2 separate regions of the Callithrix jacchus genome follow, and region 1 is linked to region 2. A link is a contact called in public Hi-C data. All regions are on one chromosome and are shown on one strand. The core of a region is the stretch at or near the end of the contact, and the rest is flanking DNA. Distances in the headings are between cores, read along the strand shown. Region 1 holds the start of TMEM184C (transmembrane protein 184C). Region 2 overlaps ARHGAP10 (Rho GTPase activating protein 10).

The links. A called contact is a pair of places that touch in the nucleus more often than the background predicts.
Region 1: a contact with region 2 is called in a Hi-C map of skeletal muscle, with 2.4 times the contacts expected there. The contact joins the promoter of TMEM184C here to the enhancer-like site in region 2. A contact is called at or near these places in 2 of 3 Hi-C or Micro-C datasets (both in skeletal muscle).

Annotation. Positions count from the first base shown.
Region 1 is chr3:49,268,438-49,273,132 of calJac240_pri, forward strand. TMEM184C (transmembrane protein 184C) reads right to left here and starts at 2,576. Exons shown (of 11, transcript XM_078366444.1): 1 at 2,319-2,576; 2 at 1,895-2,198. The coding sequence starts at 2,017. It overlaps LOC144581741 (a long non-coding RNA gene), which reads left to right and starts at 2,683. Exons shown (of 3, transcript XR_013532869.1): 1 at 2,683-2,886.
Region 2 is chr3:48,981,714-48,985,943 of calJac240_pri, forward strand. The region is part of intron 3 of ARHGAP10 (Rho GTPase activating protein 10); the gene reads right to left. Among named protein-coding and RNA genes, the nearest start is that of ARHGAP10, 150 kb to the right of the region's middle. Within about 2 kb of position 1,803, at least 2 of the 16 cell types and tissues checked have an H3K27ac peak or open chromatin away from gene starts, as enhancers often do. A contact at or near this core is called in skeletal muscle, where this site is marked.

The DNA of each region.
Region 1 (4,695 bases), core at 1,326-3,825, 290 kb after region 2:
CCCACCACCTCTCACTACCATAAAGAGCTTTCTCACTTCACTTCACTCCCACTTTATTTTCCATAGCTGGTAGAGTGGTCTTTTGAAGTTATACAATTAGATTGCTTTGCCTGTTAACTTCTCAGATCTTTTCTGGTTTCTTCCACAGCATTTTATACAATTTTATTGACTTGTTTTTGTTAGTTCCCTTTGTCTCCACCAGTAGGTTCTATGGAGGTAAGTGTTCTCTCATACAGTATACAAAGCCTGATTTATCACTGGGACTCAGTCATGTATTCAAGTATTAGTCATTTGGGCAGAAAGAGGGGGAAAGAAAATGAAGTAAAATATGTATTGTGGTAGATGGTGGTAAGTCCTATGGAAAAAAAAATAAAGCAGAGAAAGGAATATGAAGAGTTAGGAAGGGGAAGTTTACAATGTTAAATAGAGTAGTCAGGTGATATTTGAGTAAAGACCCGAAGAACATAAAGGAATGAGAATAATACCTAGGGAAAGGACGTTCTATGAAGGGGAAACTTTGTGCAAAGGTTCAAGGAGGGAGCATGCCTGGGATTTTTGAGCAAAGCCATGCAGTGGAAGCCTAGGACTTGAGGAGAAAAAGTCAGAGGGGGATCAGGTGGGAGTGGTGTCAGATCATGTTGGACCTTGATGGCCACAGTGAAGAATACTGGCCTTTAAGACTAGAAGTGATTTAAGAGGACACACCTAATGTGCCATGTTTTAACTGGTTACTCCTCTGGCTGGTGTGTTGAGAAGAATCTAGGGAAGACGTGCTGAGAACTTGGCTTAGGAATGTTAGCAGCGCAGATTGCAGATTCAAATTTTTCTTAAAAATTCTTAATTTTCTTAAAAGTGGCACCTAAAAAACTACAGTTGAAACTAACAACTAAGAGAAGCCTTAAACTGGATTGATAGTATGCATATTATTAACCTTCAAAGTAATTCCTATACCATATTCCAAGGAATTATTTCAAAGTAAGAAAATCCCATTTGTATTAAGATGCTTATACCTAAGTTTTTATAGACAAATTGTGAGAATAATCTAAATATGTAACAAATGGGAAATTATCTAATGTAGCAGAATATTATGCTGCCATTAAAATAACTATATGGACTATGATAGTATGGGAAAGTCAACAGAAAATAATTTAGTCTAAATAGAGAACACAAATGTATATTAAATACAGTTTGCTTAAATATGTAAAAATCACTTCCACAATAAAGATGAGCCTAAAATAGTTATGGTCTTGTTATAGTTGTTGCAATAGGTGTTTCTCTGTAAAAGTACTTGCTGGGTTATATTAACCCCGAATTTAAAGTTCATTATATAATATTTATATTGGAGTTATTTGCCTTGGGTTTTCCAGCTTAGAGTATATTACTGATGTCACAATAAGCATATGACATCAAAAATATATATAAGGGACTTTCTGCAAAACCTTTGTTGAGTAAGAGCTAATTTCCACAGTAAAAACAAACACTAAAGTTAAAACAACTAGAATCCTTTGATTCAGGAAGCTAGTTAAAAGCTAATAAAACTCAGTACATGGTTTTCAAGGTAGTTTATTTGACCTACTTTAGTCCAGTATCTGAACAGATCAGATTTCAGGAATAAAATTACCTTTCAGGGAACCGATGAATGCTTGCAAAACGGTGCCCTTCTAAGCAGCCATATCAATATATTCTATTTTCTCGACCCGGTCCCACCTCCATCTGTAGGGTGACTTGAAGAACCGTGAACAAGAAACTAGACAGGTTTATATCCTAAGAGTGGGCTCGTTTACATTAGATGGTTTTCAGGATTGTCAAAGCAGAAATGGGGGAAGGGTGACTCCTTCCCAATCTTAGATGGGTAGAAGAAAGTGTAGAGGCCAATGGTGCAGAACCCTCTTACCTCCAGTTTCTGTAATTCCCAGACGCATAGGGGAACCGCAACCACTATGGACACCAGGTAGAGGACCACTGCTAAAGGTCGAATCCACTGTCTCCAGTTCCTCCAGGTACAAGTGCAAGGCATGTTTTCGCACAAATCAGATCCGGTTAGCAAGGGAAAAAAGCTTGAAAAGATTGTAATGGGGAGCCCGGTTCTCTGGCTGTTTTGTCAACTCGCATACTACGGAGAAAAAGCTGTCGGACGACTTTACTAACAGCTCGAGCCGCCTCCTGGACCGGCGCTGTGTCTTCTTCTGCTGCTGCTCCTGCAAATGTGGCCGATCAGGGTGCTATCGGGGAGCACTGCAGGCAACATCCTTTCTTCCCCACCCCGCATCTACTCGGTTCTACCGCGGTGGAATCCCAGGCAGAGCCGCTGCCCTCACCTGGGGATTGCCCTGAGCTCTGCCTGCACCATGGCTTCCAGAAGAGCAGCGCCGACCAGGAACCGGCCTCTAGGGACCCTGCACACTCCGGTTCTGTCTTGCAGTTGCTGTCCAGTCGCTCTTTTCTTTGGGGATCGGGCTCCCTACCTCCCGCACTGGCAGGCGTCTCTTCGCGCGATTCTGCTAGTAGGTAAAGCCCTAGGACCTCCTCATTCACTCGCACGGGACATCCCCTACAGCGGAACCCAAGGCCAAACCAGGACTTTCAGCTCTTTTCCGCTTCCGCCCATGCTGTCTGAGGCAGGTGATTCGTCCTCAGCGCCAAACTGGACCCGCCCCATCCGGCTCACTCTGCGCTCTCTCTGATTGGTCACCTGCGAAGGCGGGCTGCTGGATTGCGTACCAGGGTTAGAAAGAAGAGCAGGTGTGTGGAAGTGGGTGGAGTTGCCGCAGGTGGTTCAGTGGGCTATTACAAGGATTCTGGAAGCTTCAGGAATTGTTTGAGGACACTTGAGGCACACCTACTACAGTCTTCTGCTGGCGTTATTCCAGCTCAACGAAAACTTGGGTAAGGGCGGTTACTTCAGAGTTGGCCTGGAAGAGAGAAGGCCCATCTCTACACAAAACATCTCTGATTCAAAAGCCCGCTGGATTAAGGAGACAGGGTGGAATGGGAAACTTCCACCTAGTTTTCTGTCAGTGGCTAGAATCTAGGGGCTGGGTCCCTTGGTTATTTGTGGATCCTACAGAAGGATCATTCTAAAGGTAGAATTAACTGCAAATACAGAATGTCCTTTCCACATTTGGAACTTGTGTTAGAAAATTATACTCATCTAAGTTTTAAAAAGTTGACATCCCAGCAGACAAAGGAGTTTTATATGCTTAAAGCCTTTAGCTAAACCAGTAGAGCAAACCAGTATCTGCTTCTCAATTACATTTACAAATGCGTTTTATATTATAATCGTCATTTTCAGGGGGATAGGCACTGTTCTGAGTTCATTACCTACATTATGTAAGTTGTTATGCCCAAAAATTTTGAGAGGTAGGCATTTTTCCACCTTACAGATCAAAAAGTCAAATGGCTAATTAATTTGCCCAGGCTCACTGAGCTAGTTAAGTGGTAGTGTGGAGATACTAACCTTGGTCTCTCTGACTCCAAAGGGTATTATATTTGAGCATTTGACCTGCTAGTACCTGCCACATGGGGAATTTCCGCCTAATGACTCTACGGATAAAGAGACTTGCAACACTGAGTACACCCAGCTTAGGATTCTCACAGAGACACGGGATGAATATTATGAGCCCTTTTCCTAGTATAGTCTGTTTGGAGCTTGACTTCTGCAGCCTACTTCCCAATCATTAACAACTGTATTTTACAACATGACCCAAACTGCTTTCTACCAGAAAAATAAGTCTTTTGTTTGTTTTTCCTAAGCTAACTTTAAAAACTGAAATTAAAAAACAATCCCTGATCATTAAATTAATGCTTTCTCTATTGTTAAAGTTCATAAAAGAGAAGAATAATGAAGAGAAAGTTAATCTTACTCTACAGCCAAGCATAACTACTCTTCCCTTTTTTGATACACAATGGATGTAGCTTGGATAGGCTGTATGCATAGATTGTCTGCGTGTTTTCAGCTACCTATAATCTTCCCCATTCTTTCTCATGGGCAAACCTTTTTCACCTAACTTGTGAGACCTTCCTTTATTTTTGTTTCCCCAGGCATTCTTACAGCAATCATATGGTGTTATAATCATTTACTTTTTTGTCTTGTTTAGATTTTGAGTTCCTAAAGCAAAAATATAAAACCATTAGAAAAAAGTAAAAGAAAGAAGAGATGAGACAGACGCACAAATGATTTCGCATACCAGTTTACGAACTGGAATTCTTCTATGGTGAAATTTCTTCAGATCAGCAGAGAAATTAAAAACAAAATTACAGATTGAGTATGTCAAATCTGAAAATAAAATTCAGAATGCTCCAAAATCCAAAACGTTTTGAGTGCTGATATGATGCTCAAAGGAAATATTCCTTGGAGCACTTCAGATTTTGGATTTCAGATTTGAGATGCTCAACTGATAAGTATAATGCAAATATTCCCCAATTCGAAAAACTCTGAAATCCAAAACACTTCAGATAAGGTATATGAATTTTTCATTTAGTTATATTTATTCACTCTTAAGGACCATGCTTTATTTTGAAATTGTGTATCCTATTTTTAATATGATAATAGTAGTTGTTCTTCAGATGTTTTAACTTTGGAGAATAAAAGTTGATAGCCTTATTTACCTACCATCTGGTTCATTTTTTCTCTTGACCTGTAAGATCCTAAAGTCTAGTAAGGATAGGGAATGACCACTGGTCTCAACAGCCATA
Region 2 (4,230 bases), core at 553-3,052:
TTGTTCTTGCTAGTGTAATTACCCTTGCACTGCCGGTCAACCTCTATGACCACTTCCATAACGTTCGGGAAAATCCAGAACTGTTGTGCCACGTGCTTTGTGATTAAATCACCAGAATCCCTGGGATCACTGACAGTGATGGCAGCAACAGCCAGTCTGGAGCAGCCACTGCATTGATACAGCTGCAGAGGGGAAAGGGCAGCCAGGACTGTGAGCTCCACAGAGCCCACAAGGGCCAGAAACAGGCAGGAGCCCTAACTTCTACAGAGTTATCAGGACAGGAGCCCCATGCTCCCAGGTGCAGCTGTAGCCATGCGGCCACAGTTCTGGACCAGGACATCCATGCACTCTTGGGGGCCTGGGAAGGACCACTGCCCCCCACAACCCCCGCAGGCTCAGAAGTGCCTAGCCTCTCCCTGCTCCCAGTGCCTGATCTGGTGCGGAGCAAAGTTCTAGCCCAGTTGAGGTACTGCTGCAACCCAGCCTAGTATGTGCATACTCAGAGTGGTGCCAGCACCCCCATACCCTCCACCTCCAGCTCGGCCCCCTCTGGACTTCAGGTGCCAACAAGCACAAGAGGGAGGCCATAGGGCTGAGGGCAGCTCCGCAGGGGCCTGCAGGTGCCTCTTGTGCAAACACCTTGGGTGCCATGGATGACATATTGACAACTGCAGGGGACAGGTTCCTAGGTGGGAAGGGACAGGTCCCTGGTGAAACCCCAGCTTCAAGCCAGGGACAGCCTGAAGCCTGGGAACTGCTGGGCTGCCAGTTCTGGGTGGAGTCTGCAGCCAGGGATCACAACTTATGGTGCTTTTTCCAGGGCCACCCATTACTGTTCATGGACCAATCAGCACAAACTTCCTCCCTCTGGAGACCATAAAAACACTGGACTCAGCCAGACTCAGAAAGATGTGGGGAGGGCCAGGTGGGTGGCTCACACCTGTAATCCCAGCACTTTGGAAGGCCGAGGTGGGCAGATCACAAGGTCAGGAGATGGAGACCATCCTTGCCAACATGGTGAAAACCTGTATCTACTAAAAAATACAAAAATTAGCCAGGTGTGGTGGCGCATGCCTGTAGTCCCAGCTACTCAGGAGGCTGAGACAGGAAAATTGATTAAACCCAGGAGGCAGAAACTACAGCAAGCCAAGATCACATCACTGCACTCCAGCCTGGGCGACAGAGCCAGACTCTGTCAAAAAGACAGAAAGACAAACCGAAAGACAGACAGAAAAGAAAGGAAAAGACAAGACAAGACAAGCCGACTACCAGCTGCTGGAAGGAGCAATGCCCTCAGGATCTCCTCCACTAGTCGGGACCACCTGCCTGTGGAAAGGAGCTACCCACTATGGGTCTCCTCTCCACTAAGAACTGGACACTCACTGTGACAACCTGCCTGCAGAAAAGAGCTATCCACTTCAGGTCTCCTGAGAACTGTTCTGTTGCTCATTGAAGTTCCCCTCCACCTTGCTCACCCTCCAGTTGTCTGCACACCTCATTCCTCCTGGATGCCAGACCAGAACTTGGGACCCACAGAATGGCCAGACTGAAAGAGCTGTAACACCAACAGAAGTGAACCGGCCCCTCCCCCGCTCACCACATTGTAGGTGATGAAAAGGAGAGAAGAGCTGCAGCCCTCAGGGAGCCCAGACCTAGGCGTTCCCTAGGCCAAGGCTGTGACACCCTCTTTGCGGCTCTGTGGTTCTTGGTGTCTCCAGTTTCCAGGCGACACCGTGTTCCCCCCTTGCCCACAATGGAAGCAATGTGCAGTATCCCTGGTCCAGCCGCAGCCTTGCACGGAGCCAGTGCCTGTGCCTGGAGCTGCCTGCCCCGCCGCAGTTGGCATGCCTGCCTATGCACAGTGGCTGGACCCTGCAGTCGCTCACAAACCCCTCACCACTCCATGCCCAGCTCACTCTTGGCAGACATGAGATCCGGGCCAGTAGCACAAGCCAAGTGCAGCCTGCCAGGCAGAGTGGGCAGAAAAAGCCAGCAGACCTGAGCAAACTCAGGCAAAGGCATCATAAGCCACAGAGGTTACTGGCTGGAAAAGTGACATCCTAACGATCCCGTGCCAACAGCTCTCACTTAAAAGAATGCCCCTAGTTACAACCTGGACGTTCATGGCATTCTTATATTCTTGTTCCTTTAGCCTGACCAAATCTAAAAGGCAGTTACTATACTTTTTACTACTCCAAGCAAAAGTCACTAATTTCTAACAAATACACAATTTTAATTTGATCATCATCTATTTGTAGCCATTCCTGCTGTAAATATATGTAAGAAAGTAGACAAGTCTCATACAAAGTTATTCAGGGAATCTGCTTCTCAAGTAGATTATTGTTATACTGAAATATTATCATTTGGCTACTTGGGAAGAAAAAATAGACTTCAAAAATCAACAGAAATTCCATTTTCTCAAAAACCAATACTTGTTACATTACAACTATTAAGTAGAATGTAGGGGTGTGGAGGGAGGTAGCAGCTATCTTGCCCAATAAACATAGAGCTAGAGCAGCAAGTCCTCAGAGAACTGCCAAAATAGCCAGCGTGGTGTATGCCATGATTTTCTCCTGTTATTTTCATTTGAAACAAGAGGAGAGAATGAATTATTTATGTTTCTAAGCCTTTGTTTAGTATCAGTCTCTGCAACTTTTATTAAGTCTCTTGAGTATCTCAATTCAATTCACTGAAGATTAGCATTACATTAACCATTGCCAAAAGTTAACGAATATCCAAATCTAGCATTTTCCCCTTTAAAAATCATCCCCCTTACGTCGGGTGCGGTGGCTCACGCCTGTAATCCCAGCACTTTGGGAGGCCGAGGCAGGTGGATCATGAGGTCAGGAGATCAAGACCATCCTGGCTAACATGGTGAAACTCTGTCTCTACTAAAAACACAAAAAAATTAGCGAGGTGTGGTGGCATATGCCTGTAGTAACAGCTACTTGGGAGGCTGAGGCAGGAGAATCGCTTGAACCTGGGAGGCAGAGGTTGGAGTAAGCCGAGATCGTGCCACTGCACTCCGGCCTGGGTGACAGAGTAAAACTCCATCTCAAAAAAAAAAAAAAAAAAAAACCCCCCCTTTTAAGGTCTTCACACTTGAACTAGAAGGCTGTTTGAAGTGAGAGCATGTACATTTGTAAAGAGCAAACAGAGCAAGATTAAAAAGTGTATATAATTTAAATGAAACAAGTTACTCATCTTTAGGATCTCTTCATGTTTCTAGAGGTTAATTATCTTTGGGATTGATAAACTGCTGGAGCCCCAGCTCACTGTGCAAGCATCTCTGCACTTGTTCATTCAATATATAAACATTAAGTACCTCCTTCTTGACAGGTACTGTTCTAGGCACTGAAGATAGAGCCCTGACAATGTTGTTGCCTTCAAGGAGCTTACATTCTAGTGGAAGAAGCTACGTAACAAATGCACAGTGTGTCAAACGGTTATAAGAACATGAAAAAAATATACAAAGCAGAGTAAAGGGGACATTCTCAATAAGAAGGTCAGGAAAAAACTTTTAATAAACTGACCTCTGAGTGGAGAGTATTTGAAAGAGTATTTGAAGGGATGAGGCACAGGGATCCATGCTGAAATTACACCAAGCAGGAGGAAAACAAATGCAGTGGCCCTGAGCACAGACTCTGCTGACCCCAGGAGGGTTGGGTGAAGAACACACAGGATTTTGTGGGCACTTTGGACTCTGGAGAAGCCATTAGAAGGGTTTGGAGAAGAGGGAGTCATGAGAAGTGGACACACTCTGATTATATTCTGGATCTAAACATGACATAACTGACAGACTAGATGTGGGATGTACGAGAAAGGGCCATGGTGATTCCAAAGATTTTGCCAAAGCAACATTTAAAATGAGATACCTAATGAGAAAGTGAAGTCATTTGGAAATTTACTTGGGGAAGGAAATTCTTCTTTAGGATACCTGAAAAGAGAGGTGAGAGTGAACAGAGGTAGAGAACTGCCAGCATAAAGGGGCCTGTAAAATCTGCAGCTGTCATCTCACGATTGACAGGGCAGGAGATGAAGGAGCACAGACTAATAGCCAACAAGGAGAGAACAGAGCCATGCCCAAAGTACTGCAGCGAGGAAGAAGTGGTATAAAAGCTCCTTTCTCTATTATGAACTGTCACGTGCCATCCAAAAGTCAGTCAAAGATATTAGACAAAAGAAAAGTCACATGCGATCATGTCGAACCAACCATACACACACAGTGTG